Regions from separate parts of the Sus scrofa genome. Here region 1 is linked to region 2. A link is a contact called in public Hi-C data. All regions are on one chromosome and are shown on one strand. Each heading gives the region's core, a stretch centred on a gene start, on an enhancer-like site or on the middle of the called end of the contact. The rest is flanking DNA. Distances are from core to core; before and after follow the strand shown. Region 1 holds the start of LOC106510670. Region 2 overlaps PTPRM (receptor-type tyrosine-protein phosphatase mu).

What was found. A called contact is a pair of places that touch in the nucleus more often than the background predicts.
Region 1: a Hi-C map of skeletal muscle shows a contact between it and region 2, with 3 times the contacts expected there. The contact joins the promoter of LOC106510670 here to the enhancer-like site in region 2. A contact is called at or near these places in 10 of 47 Hi-C or Micro-C datasets (adipocytes, embryonic fibroblasts, epiblast stem cells and 5 more) and 1 of 2 datasets of contacts at active chromatin or transcription factors (skeletal muscle).

What each region holds. Positions count from the first base shown.
Region 1 is chr6:100,090,187-100,094,139 of Sscrofa11.1, forward strand. It overlaps LOC106510670, which reads left to right and starts at 2,281. Exons shown (of 4, transcript XM_021097607.1): 1 at 2,281-2,539; 2 at 2,611-2,781; 3 at 2,847-3,546. The coding sequence starts at 2,281. The coding sequence ends at 3,541. It overlaps PTPRM (receptor-type tyrosine-protein phosphatase mu), which reads right to left and starts at 2,780. Exons shown (of 36, transcript XM_021097712.1): 1 at 2,210-2,780. The coding sequence starts at 2,282.
Region 2 is chr6:100,038,200-100,041,959 of Sscrofa11.1, forward strand. All of the region lies in intron 1 of PTPRM (receptor-type tyrosine-protein phosphatase mu), which reads right to left. Among named protein-coding and RNA genes, the nearest start is that of PTPRM, 53 kb to the right of the region's middle. Within about 2 kb of position 2,307, at least 2 of the 83 cell types and tissues checked have an H3K27ac peak or open chromatin away from gene starts, as enhancers often do. A contact at or near this core is called in skeletal muscle, where this site is marked.

The DNA of each region.
Region 1 (3,953 bases), core at 1,031-3,530, 52 kb after region 2:
CTAAGCCCCCCCCCTTTTTTAATTTCGCCTTTTCTAAGCACGCTCTCTGGGATACCATCCTTTATTTCCTCTTAATCCTCTGGCTTTCCAAATAAAAAGACGGCTCAGTCGTGGTATGATAACAAACAAGTAGAATGATAAATTTCCTCTGAAAGAAAAGTCTGACTAAATTTTGGTTAAAAAAAAATCTCTTTGGGTTTGACTAATGATTTAAGTAAGACTTAACAAGGACTCAAGTCAGTACTATCTAGGCTGAAATCTCTTTTAATGATGAGAAACCAGAGCTCCTGTTGTGGCTCAGCAAGCAGGGAACCTGACCAGTATCCATGAGGACACAGATTCGATCCCTGGCCTCATGCAGTGGGTTAAAGATCAGGCATTGCAGTGAGCTGCCTTGTAGGCTGCAGACTCCAAGCTGGGATTTGCTATGTCTGTGGCATAGGCTGGCAGCTGCAGCTCCTATTCAACCCCTAGCCTGGAAACTTCCATATGCCGCAGGTGCGGCCCTAAAAAAAAAACCAAAAAAAGAAAAAAAGATGAGAAACCGATCATTTAAATAAGCTACATAAATATTTGTTCCCACCCCCTTGCCTACAACTTGAAAATCCATCCAAATGCTTTCTGACACAGCTTAACTTGAAACAAATCCCAGCCAGGGAGCTATAGATCTTAATAAAGAGAAAACCATCACAAAGGCCCTCATCCTTGGCTTCTCACACTAAGGAGTTTCAAGGCTCTGAAACTGGCAAGTCTACTCTATAATTCACTAATAAGAAAGAACGCAGGCCAAAATTTGCATCAATTTTACAGCAGACAGCAGTGGGTCATTTTGTTAAATCCTCTGGAGCACGTGCAATTACCAGACACTTAAGGACATACTAAACTTAGGAGAAGGGTTATTTCTCTACTGAAGCTGACAGCACAGAGCCAGGAGCCAACTCCCCGCTAAGCTTCCTGGTGGTGGCCAACTGTGGTCAAGGGTCTCGCGGCTCAGCAAAGCCAGGGGCACGGCCTCCCCGCCTGTGTGTCCAGAGCTCGGGAAAGTAAAGATGTTAAGTTTCCACAGGTCTCACAGCCAAACGCCAAACGTCTCCAATGCTTTTAAATATGCGTTTTTACTGTCAGTGAAAGTCTCCATCAAATTTTAAAAAGTTCAACTTACTCATTCCTCCCGAATAAACAGAGAAACAAACCTATTTTGCAACCCAAGTTGAAGGACTAATAGCAGGCTTTTTATTAGAAGAAAAACAAGCCCAGGGCCACCATTCCGTGAAAACTGACACACACGGGAAACTGTGCACGTGTGCAAGCGCTGGCTGTCTATCCGCGTGTGTGCTCCCGGTAACGCCGTGCAGGGCTCGAGCCTGGCCTGACCCGCGACTCCCGATCACGCGTCCTAGTCCCAGGAGCTCTGCAGGCTCCGATCGCCCGGGCGCAGCAGGCACCTCGCCGCCGGCCACTTTCCTGCCAGCCCGAGGCGGCGGGTGGCGGGGCTGGCTGACCACTGCCCCCGTTCGGGAGCTCCCCGGGGCCGAAGGGAGCCTGACCCGCACACAACCGCAGCGGCCCGGGGCCCGGGCAACCAGCCACTCCGTCCGGACCACAGGTCCTCCCTCCGGGACCGATGAGGACACTGCCTTGGTTCTCTCGATCTGCGGCGCGACCACCGCGGCGAGCCGGGGTCATGGCAAGCTTCTGGCCGGGCGGCGGCTGGACGGCAAAGAAAACCGGCGATCGCCACCGCCGCCGCCAGAGTCTCTCCGAAGCAATCGCGCGGGCGCAGCAGGCACGGAGATCCGGCTGGCCGCCGCTCCGGGTGGGAAGGACCGCGCAGCGACCACGCCAGGCGGCCGGCGGCTGCAGCTCCCAACTTCAGGCAAAGTTTTCTGCTGTTGCTCTCAGAGCCGGCGGAGGGCTCCGAGTGGCGCCGACACGCACCCAGGCCGCCAAGGGGCGGGGGCCGACCTGGGGCCGGGCTCCGGAGTCAGCGCCCCGGGCTCGTCCGCTCTGTCCGCCCGAGCGCGAGGTGCCCTCCCTCCCCGCTGGTCTCGCGCCGGGGCAGGGAACTGGCACACGCAGTGCCGGAGCCGCCGCTCCCCAGTCTGGACCCGCGGTCCGCCGCTAGTGCTCTCCCACCCGGGAGCTGCATGCGTCCCGGGCCCCTTCCGGCCCGCACGCCCCAGGCCACAGCGAGTGCGGCCCCTCTTACCTGAAAACGTATCCCCCGCCGCAGTTAGCAAAAGTCCGTACAAAGTCACCAGCCAAGTCCCAAGTCTGCTCATGGTGCTGAGCGCACGCCGGGCCGCTCCCCGGCGGCGCTGGGTGGGCGCGAGGTCCGAGGGCGGCCGGGAGCTTTCCTTCCAAGGCGGCGAGGAGAGCAGGGTGAACACCCAAAACCAGAGCCAGACCCGCAAAGTGCCAACACTTGCAGAAGTCTCAACTCCGGGGGCTCCCGGGGCCGGGGCCGAGGTCCTGGATCCTCCCACCCAGTCGCCAGCCCCGCTCGGAGCTGGAGCGGCTGCAAGAGGGAGCGGAGGGCGCGCCCGCGGAGCCAAAATCCGCCCTCCGTGCCGGCTGCTGCACCCGCCGCCGCTCTCCTTCCCCGGGTAGGGACCCGAGCCGCCGGCGCCGCGGTGGCCGGGGCCGCGGCCGCGCTTGTCCCGCCCGCCGCCTCTCAGCCAGCAGCCGAGCCAGCCCCCGGGCGGCGGCGCGCCAATGGCCGAGCCCGCGCCGGCTGCGCGCGGGGCTCCTGCTCCCCGACTGACTGGCAGTGCCCCGCAGGCCGGCTGAAGGGAGCGCCCACGTCACGGCCGCCCGCGCTGCCGCGGCCCGCTAGAGGGCGTGAGCGCCCGGCCCCGCCGGCCCTACGGGTCCGCGCCCGGCGCTGAGAGGCAGCGGCGCCTCGGGGGGAGCCGGGCGGGGGGCGGCCGCGGGGGCGGTGTCACCGCGCGGAGAGCGGCTGCCGGGAGGTGCCTCGTGCTCCCTCCCGCTCGCGTCCCGCCCCGCCGCGGCTTGGGTTTCGAGGCCGGCTTCCGGGAGGGTGACCGCGCAGGGGCCGCGCGGCGGCCAGAAGTTTGTCCCGGGTCACAGGCCGCCAGGAGTTGGCGAACGAGGCTGGCGGGACGGCGGCCTTGCGGCCCCGCGGGCGGACGAGGCGGCTCCAATCCCGGCGCCGGATGGCAGTGTCCGCAGCGGGGCCGGCAGTCGCAAAGCCGCTCTCCCCCGCGGCTTTGGGCAGGGCGAGCCGGTAGATCGGGAGGCTGCGAGGGGCTGCGAGCTTCTCCGCGCGGCGGGTGCAGAGAAGTTGGCGGACGCCAGAGGAGGGAGCGGCGGCCTCGGGCACCGAGACCCAGCAGCGCGCCAGCCTCCCGACTGGACCACTCGCGCTCCTGCCCCAGGAGCCCTGCACCCGGCGGAGCAGGAAGCGCTCTGCGGCTTCATTGCGCCCCCGCCGTCCCGGTTGGGCCCCAGCGAGCCGCGGGCGATACACGGAAGGTGGCGGTCACAGCGGAACGAGAGTTTGGACCTACGTAACCTGTGATTTGTGTATCTGGTACTAAGTGTTGGGAAATGCGAGAGGAGGAGGGGTGGGTAATGAATCAAATATCTTGAAGTGTGTAATTTACCGTTTGGGTCTGGAATGCCTACTTCATTAAGTGACTAAAACAGTCTTCCAATGCTTCGGTAAAAAGGTTCTCTTTGTGAAATTGCAAATAAACAAATAAAAAGGGGTGGAGTGATCTTTCTATCTCCCGGGGAATACGCACGTCGAGCCAGCTCTGAGCAGCTGTAGACGCTAGGCCTAGCTGACTGAACGCAATGGAAGGCCTGGGAAGAGGTTAAATTAGAAGCCGAGTAAGGACCCGTGAGTAGGACGGGTGTACCAGCCAGAGGGGGGACGCAGGTGTGTCCGGGGCCCTTCTGTGCTGCTCTCACCTGGAGCTTACAAAGAC
Region 2 (3,760 bases), core at 1,057-3,556:
ACATTAAAAGCATTACTCTGATTTTTTCCCTTTTAATTCCCTCGCTCCCAATTCTAAACTAAATCAGCAAATAGGCCAAAAGTCTATTCCAGTCTTTTTTTTTTTTTAACACATTTTAAAGCTTCCCTTTCACATCCCCCTCGAGCAACTGTCCCACTTCTCAGCTCCTCTGCGGAACCGAGCTGCTCAGCAGAGTCCTCTGCATCCCTGGCCCCTGGGGTGACTGCTGCCTCCACGTTGTACCCCAAGGGCTGTCCCTGAAGGTGAAGCCCCACGACCTCCAGAACAGGGGGTCAGGCCACCGTCTTCCAGCCTCATGGCTGCTCCTCTCTGCACACTCTTTCTCCCTGGCACTTCTTCCCCACTGGGCCACCAGCATCAGGGGCGTCGGCCTTCATCCCTGGGCCTTTCCTAACGCTCCCCATCTTCATCTACCCCTGGGGCCACAACCTCCGGAGCTCTCCTTCCGTCACCCATCTCAGAGTGGCTGTCCCCACACCTCCACCCCCCTCTCTTCGAAACCCTCCCCCGACCCTGGGTCTCCTCCAGGCTTCCTTCCATGACCCAATGCCATCAGCCTCCACCCTCAGGTCTCCCCTTTGCCTCCCCCACATTCTCCCATCTATGGGCAGGTCCTGCTGATTTTAGCTCCCAAACCCTCCCCACTTTCCACTGTGCTTCACCTGATACTTCACCAGTCTCAGAGGTGGTCTGTGGCCAGCCACCCGGCCCCTCTCCATTCGCACTTTTTAAAAGCATAATTCAATGAATTGTATTGTGTTTATAGTTGCACAACCGTCATCATGACCTAATTTTAGAACATTTCCATTCCAAATCCCCCATCTACCCTCTCTCCTCTCCACCTGTCCCCTTCGGTGGGAACCATGTATTTTTCAAAGTCTGTGAGTCTTGTTTCTGTTCTGCAAACAAGTTCATTGGGATCTTTTATTCTTCCTTCCACACTTGTAAACTCACAGCCCCAGTGAGCTTTAAAAAAAATACTGTGTGTGTGTGTGTGTGTGTGTGTGTGTGTGTGTGTGTACACATTCACACACACACATATAAACTGTGTAACCCTGAGCTGCTGGAGGCAAAAAGGTTTCCAGCTGCAGGGAAGAGCCTCCCGGCCTCAGCAGACCCTCCCGTGACTGCTCCCCCTCCCCAACTCCTCCACTTTTTTTCTAATTCAAGCTGCCTTGACTCTGTGTTACAGCCTCGCTGGCCTTTCAGTTTCTAGTACAATCCATGTCCTGTCTGCATAAACGGGCTGTTAGACCTCTGTGACCTGTGCTATACCCCCACGCCGCAAATGGGTCAAGTACTATGTTGACTGGAAATTCAGAGGTTCAGTCCAAACCTAACCCTGATGAATCTAAATCTCTCCTGGAGGCCAGAATGCATCCTTCCAGCAAGTGGCCGGCCAACTCTGAGGAGCAGCCTGGGAACCTGCTATAAACAGGCATCCCTCTAACACCTGAATCCTGACCACAGCCAGGCCCAGGGTCTCCAGTAATGGGATGACCCATCCCTCCTGCAAGCACTACAGGACTCCTTATAAAAAACTAACCTGGAACCTGCCTCCCAGAACCTTCTACCCACTGGTCCTAGTTCAATAATTCCTTAAAATACCCCTCATATGACACGGCTGGCACCCCCACCATCTTAAGAGCCTTCCTCTGAGGCTGCTTCCACACTCCCATTTTTTTTTAAGAATTTCATTTTTTTCGAGCAGTTTTAGGTTCATAGCAAAATTGAGGGAAAGGTACAGGGATGTTCCTGCCTCCACCATGGGCCACCTCCCCCAGGATCAACCCCTCCCGACGGATGACCTGTCCTGACACAACACTGTCACCTGGAGTCCACAGTCTACCACTCTTTTTTTCTTGGCTACACCCATGGCATGAGCATGCTCCCTGGTAGGGATTGAACCCACATCACAGCAGTAACCAGAACCACTGCAGTGATGATATCTGATCCTTAACCTGCTGAACCACCAAGCAACTCCAGTCTACTGCTCTTTTTAAGCTTAGGGCCTAATGATGGATTTAAGTGGTTCCAGGCCAGGTCCTCACTGAGCCTAACCCAGTGGAGGGCTCTCCCACTGCCAAGTGGGCACAAAACCAGCATGAGGGCAAATGGAGATGGGCTGGAAAGCTCATCCTGTCACCTATGAGGCTAGGGATTGCAAACCGCATCAAGCCCCTGCTTCCTCGATCTTTAACCTAAAACAGCAATAGTGCCCGCCTCTTTGGACTCATACAAGGACTAAAATAGCTCCTGCATGGCAAGCACACAGCCTGGTGCCTGGCACACAGAGGTGTCCATAAATATAGTGGGGACTCTGAGGACAGAGCTTTGTGTCAACTTTGCTTTGCGGAGCCCTGCTTGCATCTAGAACGGTGCCTGACCCAGAGGGGGCACCCAATTATTTGCTGAATAACTGAATTATTAACAGTCATAGACCAAACTGGAATTTAAAAGAAGAACAACTTTCATTTTGAATACCGTTTTTAAAAAGTCCAGAAATAAGATGGAAATGAATTCTAATTTAGTTTTCCTTTTGATTTAAATTAAAGAACATTCTTTAAATGACTCTTAAAATGCCAACTAATGGCTCTGGCATATCACACAGTAACTTAAATATGTTATTCTTTCAAATAAAAAGGAATAAGATACATCTGATTTAGAATCAAGTTTTGGTACCATATTTGCAATGTTATGAAAGACACAGATAGAAAGCTACGTTCTCTTTTCCAACTCTCATTTCAAAGATAATAACTACTGTGCAACAATAGTACACTAGGGAATAACAGAAATGTATTAAATCAGTTGCATTCATTTGAAGTAGAACCATTAAATGACTTAACATTTTTCCCTTTCTGAATTATTTTAATGTTTTGATATTAAAGTGAAAAAATTAATGAATGCTTCAGACACTTTAAAAAATCCAGTGTGGCGTACAGAAAACTAACAGTGGCTCTTAGAACATGTATCCTGACATACACACATTTTATATTTCTATTGAAATATATACTAAATATCTTTAGTATACTTGCTATATGGCCATTTGAAAATTTTGCGTATTTTTTTAGACAAAAAAATTAAGTTGGCTATTTTGTTTTCATATAGAGGAGCCAAGGGTACTACCCACGCTAGGATTCCCATTTACATGGGGCCTCTTATTTGGAATAAATGGGACTCTGTTACATTAGCAGGGTTTTCTCCTTAACCTGTTTCCTAACGAAGCTGTATTGTTGGCTTCCTTGCTGCTCCTTTTAGAAAGAAAATAACTGGGTTAAAACTCAGTTTCCACTCCCTACCCCAAATCCCATCTGAAAAGTTTCTGGTGGCATTTAAGGTGGGCATGGCCCAGGTACCCAAGTGCGTCTGGTATCCACTCATGGGCCTCCTCCTCATCCTCCCTCAGGATCCAGCACAGGTGCTTCCTAAACACTTGCTGGAATTAACCGAGCATCACCACCTGTATCCCAAAGGCTCCCTCCCAGGGCCCCAGGACCTGGAGTCCAACCCTGAAACACTACTGTGTGCACTGGGTGGGGCCAGCAGTGGGCAGAAAGGACCCCACCCACAGGGGCTGGGAGGCCAAGGACAGGATGGCCAGGGGGCCAAAGACAGGATGACCTAGAGGCCGGCCAGGAGGACAAGAACAGGATGACCTGGAGGCCAAGGAAGGATGACCAGGGGGCCAAGGACAGAATGACCAGGGGGCCAAGGATAGGATGAGCCAAGGACAGGATGA